2 separate regions of the Macaca mulatta genome follow, and region 1 is linked to region 2. Evidence: chromatin contacts called from public Hi-C data. All regions are on one chromosome and are shown on one strand. The core of a region is the stretch at or near the end of the contact, and the rest is flanking DNA. Distances in the headings are between cores, read along the strand shown.

Region 1 (2,700 bases), core at 15-2,514, 110 kb after region 2:
TAGGCTTCCAGTAGCTAGTAAACTTGCAAAGTCATCAAAAGTAGTGGTCTTCCTCTTGGGGAACTTTAGCAGTAAGTAATTTTATTTTAGTAACAGCAGTAACTACCCCTCCCCCCAAGAGGAAATTGTAAGACAGCACTGGGTGAAGAAAACAATTTTTTCACGTGTTGCTTTTAGACATAAAATCCTCACTATTTGGAAAATTCAGACTTCCATAATAAGGTTCTAAAGAGATTTCCTTGATCTTGATCCACGGTCCTCAAAGAAACACAAAAAAACTAACCACCACCTAAGAACTGTTCTTAACCAAACAAGCAGGAACTTCTGTGGGCTTTAGCAATCGCTTCTGAACCAGCGCGACAATTCTCCTCTGACCTCGCGCAAGAAGACCACCTTCTCCCTCCCAGAAGAGTCTCGGAGCACAGCAAGGCACTCAGGGGGCATCTGCGCCGAGGCCGAAGCTCGCTGAAGGCCTTGCTGCCGCCCTGGAGAAAGCCCTCGCAGGCCCACCTGCCCCACCGCCGCCCCTGAGGCCCGGCCTGACTCCCCGCCGGCGCCCCCTCAGCTACCTTTCCGCCGGAAGAAGGACATGGCGGGGCCCGGGTCGGGGCGGAGGGTGCGGGGGGACTGGCGCGGGGAGGGCCCGGCTCCCCTCATTCAGCAACCGGCCCGGACTTCCGGGTCCAGAGGGCCAGCCGCACTAGCGCGAAAAGGGACCCTTCTTCCGGGAGTGGGCCCCACCGCCTCCTCGGGATGCCCAGGCAGCTCCAGCCGCCATATTATCAACAAGCCGCCCGCCCGGAGTTCCGGTCCTTCCCCGCGCTAGGCTTCACGGGAGGTCAAGCGCCGGCCCCGCCCCTTTCCCCCACCGCCTCCCGCGGGTGCAGGGGCGCACGCCCGCATCGCTCGCGTGATCCGCGCGTGCGACCCGCGCCTGTTTCCCGGGCCCTGGGTGCCTGGAGCAAGCCACCGTTCCTGCAGCTGTTTTGTGGCGTCTGCCGCCGGCCCCCGGTGGAGCGCTGCAGACCCAGTCTCTGCAAAACTAACCTCCGTGGAGCGGGAGCCTTCCCAGCAGCTGGGACGGGGCGGGCCTTAGGTCCCCGGCTTCCGGCCCCTGGGCACCCTTCAAATTGTGCCCTTCTAAAAGGCAGGGCCAACCCTGCCACGCTCCGGCTCGACCTCTCCTGCTCCTCCGTTTGAGGTTTGCTCACAGGCGCTGGCCGACACGAGCAGCTTCACCCTGCACCCCAGCCCCTGCTTCCCCAGGAGAGCAGCCCACCACGGCCTGCGGGTTCGAGGCGATGCAGAACCCTGATAAGGAAAGGGCACAACCTGCTGCATGGGAACCAGCAGCTCCCTCGGTCATTCGCGAAGGAAAAGGGGAAGCGGGCTTATTTCGGAGTGCAATCCCTGCGAATGCTCAACTTTGTAAGGGACTGAAACATAAAACCTCACCAGTATTTAAAAGCAAGCTCCAGTGAATCATCCTTGCTCAAATGCCATTTTCCTGTGAATCTTCTGACCCTTCCTCTACTCCCAAAGCAAAATGAATCAAGCCTCCCTGTCTTTGGTGCTTCTTACACCCCGCGAGTGCGCTCAGCGGCTGAGGTTGTAACTGCTCCCTGGGGTTGGGGTTGGGGAGGGCAGGAAGGTAATAGTAACTCAATAAATGTTCGCTGGGGTTTTTTAACCAATGAATTTTATCATGTGACGGATGGGAAAACAGGCCCAGAAGAGACAACTAGCCCAAGATGGTTCAGAATGTTAGAAATACCAAAATTGTTAGAAATAGATAATCAGTGCCGTGAAGAAAAGTCAGCACGGAGACAAAAGATTTCTCAGCAAGGCAATCGTTAGTTTCTGCAGAAAGTGTGGTCAATGGCAGATGGGACAATGTCGAGAGCACACCTGAACAACGGAAAAGCAGACATATTTATCCCTTACACATTTGGGTTGTCCTCACTGCTGTGTCCTGCATCCATTGGCTGGAGCGGGACCTCACACTCTTAAACTGATACCCTGTTTGCTAATAGCGTAAAACTTTCCTAAATAGGTAAGTGCAACGAAGAACGAAGAAAGAAAGGAAGTTGCTTACCGAAAGGTTTAAGGAAGCAATAACATTTCCAAATAAGGAAGGGGGATAGGCTGTGAGCTGGAATGTGCCTATGAGCATGTCCAACAGTTACATAGGATAGGGCTTAACAAAGAGTTATTAGCACAAAGCAAGGAGGTTTGAAGAAAGTCTTTAAGAGAAACTATTACTTATTACACTTATGATGTAGTCTTTAACAAGAAGGGGAACTTTGAAGAGGAAACTTTATATTCTACAAGAATGTCCAAGTTTAAGACTATAACTAGAGGCCGGGTGCGGTGGCTCAAGCCTGTAATCCCAGCACTTTGGGAGGCCGAGATGGGCAGATCACGAGGTCAGGAGATCAAGACCATCCTGGCTAACACGGTGAAACCCCATCTCTACTAAAAAAAATACAAAGAACTAGCTGGGCCAGGTGGTGGGTGCCTGTAGTCCCAGCTACTCAGGAGGCTGAGGCAGGAGAATGGCGTAAACCCGGGAGGCGGAGCTTGCAGTGAGCTGAGATCCGGCCACTGCACTCCAGCCTGGGTGACAGAGCGAGACTCCGTCTCAAAAAAAAAAAAAAAGACTATAACTAGAACCCGAAAAAGGCAAATCCCTTAACCTGC
Region 2 (2,700 bases), core at 135-2,634:
AGCAACAAAGTCAGCCCACTTTTAACACGCCCCTTGGCAACAATCAGAACTGCCACACCCTTTAAGATTATTTTCACTCCCGATATGCCTTTGCAAATTCTTTAGATTCTAAAACCTCGTGTAACTGTACTTGCGAAATAGCAAAGGCTAAAAAAAAAAAAAAAAATGTAAGGCTTAAACATGATTTCATGTTCATTGTGATTGAAAATGAATTGTCCAATCACCTTTCTCACCCGGAGCTCATCTATCTGACTCCGGGGAAGAAAACGGTGCCGGGGCTCTTCGGGGTGCAGGGGACCAGTGCTGAGAAAGGTGACACCTCCCAGGCTGAGAAAGCCTGAGGCTAATGGGACATCGCCCATTTTCCGCTGGGTCTGTAATTATCAACCTCAAAGGTGACCAGCCCTGGGCACGGGGGAAAAAACCAAAGGTCCATTCACGCCCAAGCCTCGAGTCTGCACGGGGCAGTACCGTCTATTTTGGGTCGAGGGCAACCTGGGTGCAAAGGCTCCTGCGATCGGCCCGCGGGGTGGGTCCCGGGCACACAGGAGGGTCAGCAGCAGCCGGTCGGTAGGCGGAGCGCTGCCAGAGGCTTGGGCCTCACAACAACCCTCAAAGGACCAAAACAAACCGCGAGACGGGCTGCGCGCACAATAGCATCCCCAGGCGGCTAGCCGTGGCGGGGGGCTCGGCCCGCGGCTGCGCCAAGTTTCAGAACCACCTAGCCCCGTGCCTGCCGCCCGGGGCCCGGCCTCGCCCCGGCCGGCGCTCACCTGGCGGTGCCGCCCCCGGAAGACCACGGCGAAGGCCCCGTGTCCCACGAGATCCCTCTTGCTGTACTCGAAGTCGCCCACCACCTCCATGGCCGCGCCCCCGGGGCACACAGTGGGCGGGCTGGCGGCGTAGCGCGGCGCAGGTATCAGCACCGCGGGTCTGCGGCCCCGGAGCGCGCCAGCTGGCGGCGAGTCTGGGGCAGCCGCAGCCCCGGGCCCGGGCTGACTCTCATGCCGAGAGGCCGGAGCGGAAACGGGGGAGGCCGCCGCGCGGAGCCGGGGTCAGCGAGGCCCGGCCCGGCCCCGGCCGCTCCTCATGGCCCGGCCTGCCGCCGGTCGCGGGCTGTCTGGCGAAGCGGCCTCGGCGCTGCCGGGCCAGGGTCGCTGTCACCGTCACTGTGCGCGCCCGGAGCCGCACACGCGCTCTGAGGCAGTGAGGGGCCTGGTACTCTCCATCCCCAGCTCGTCCGGCCTCCTCGGCCCTCCCCGCCCGGGGCGCTGCTGCGGCGGCGGCAGCCGCCGCCCTAGAACCCGCACCGCCGCGGACCCGCGCTTCCCAGCCTCGCGGCGGCGCCCAACGCCCTCACGCGCGCTACCCGCTCCCGCGCGACTGGCTGCCCTCCGCGACGTCCGCGCGCCTTGAAGGCCGCAGCGCCAGCCCGCTCCCTCCGCCGGGGAAAGGAGTGCGGCCCGGGCGGGGCGCCCGCAGCTGGGGAGATCCTCAGCTGCTCCTGAGGCGGGGACGGCGGGCGCGACCCGCTGCGGCCACAGCGGGTTACGGGCTGCAGGCTCTGTTCTGGGCCTGGGGAGCAGATTCCAGCCGACCACGCCCCGGGCTCCAGGCCGCTGGGAGGCGGACTTCAGAGAAGCGAGTCTTGAACCCCAGCTGCAGGCAGGACGGGAGAATCTCTGCAGGGTAGACCGCCAAATTCCTGCCAGAGCAAAGGAGCGACTGCTACTCCAGGCTTTGCCCGCGCCCTCGAAAACCGGAGTTAATGCTGCCAAGCTGCCGGCCTTCGGACGCCTCTCGGGGTTTACTCTTTCCGGATCCCTAGAGGGACGGTGACAGGCGGAATTCTGCACCTTTTGGTGGTCCCTTGACTCTGCGAGAAGCTGGTCAAGCTCAGGGTCCTCTTCGCAGAGAATCGCCTCTGCATACCGACTCAGGATCGCACACGTTTTCAAGGCTCTCCTGGGGGCTCCCAGTGTCAGGCTAGTTTGACCTCGGGCTTACTTCAAATGGCCGAAGGGAGCTTTCTTTTCTACCTGATTGTTAAAGTTGTTCAAGTGACAAGGAACAGACTGTCAGGTTTCCCGCAAGGAAGTACCTTATGAAACCATTGACTAAACAATATGCTTGAAACGATGAGAAAACGCAGGCCCCACACTTGAGTGTGTGTTCCATTGTTTAGGGTTTGTGCTTTCAGGGTCTGTCCCTGCAAGCTGATCTCTGAACCGTGACAGAGTCAGCTGAGAGAACCCTCCTTCCTCACACGCTCAAAACCTAGGGCCTTGGGTTTCTGCTTCTGCTACTGTGCACCCTTACGTCATCCTGTCCTTACTTACATCTGGCCCAGGTGGTTGTGTTAGACACTGAAAATCTGGAGCCTTCAAAAGTTGACAGCAACTTAAGCAAGATTGCACGTACACCCAACAATGGATGGAAATGATTCCTTACCTCACTGAAAGATTCTCTACAGTCTAGCCTTTTCTGTACTTTTTTTTTTTTTTTTTTTTTTTTTTTTTTTTTGAGACGGAGTCTCGCTCTGTCGCCCAGCCCAGGCTGGAGTGCAGTGGCGCGATCTCGGCTCACTGCAAGCTCCGCCTCCCGGGTTCACGCCATTCTCCTGCCTCAGCCTCCCGAGTAGCTGGGACTACAGGCGCCCACAACCGCGCCCGGCTAATTTTTTGTATTTTTAGTAGAGAC

What was found. A called contact is a pair of places that touch in the nucleus more often than the background predicts.
Region 1: a contact with region 2 is called in a Hi-C map of liver, with 2.9 times the contacts expected there. The contact joins the promoter of AKAP10 here to the promoter of ULK2 in region 2. A contact is called at or near these places in 2 of 14 Hi-C or Micro-C datasets (cortical neurons and liver).

What each region holds. Positions count from the first base shown.
Region 1 is chr16:21,191,603-21,194,302 of T2T-MMU8v2.0, forward strand. It overlaps AKAP10 (A-kinase anchoring protein 10), which reads right to left and starts at 1,265. Exons shown (of 15, transcript XM_077970530.1): 1 at 1,048-1,265.
Region 2 is chr16:21,076,605-21,079,304 of T2T-MMU8v2.0, forward strand. It overlaps ULK2 (unc-51 like autophagy activating kinase 2), which reads right to left and starts at 1,385. Exons shown (of 28, transcript XM_015118807.3): 1 at 774-1,385. The coding sequence starts at 863.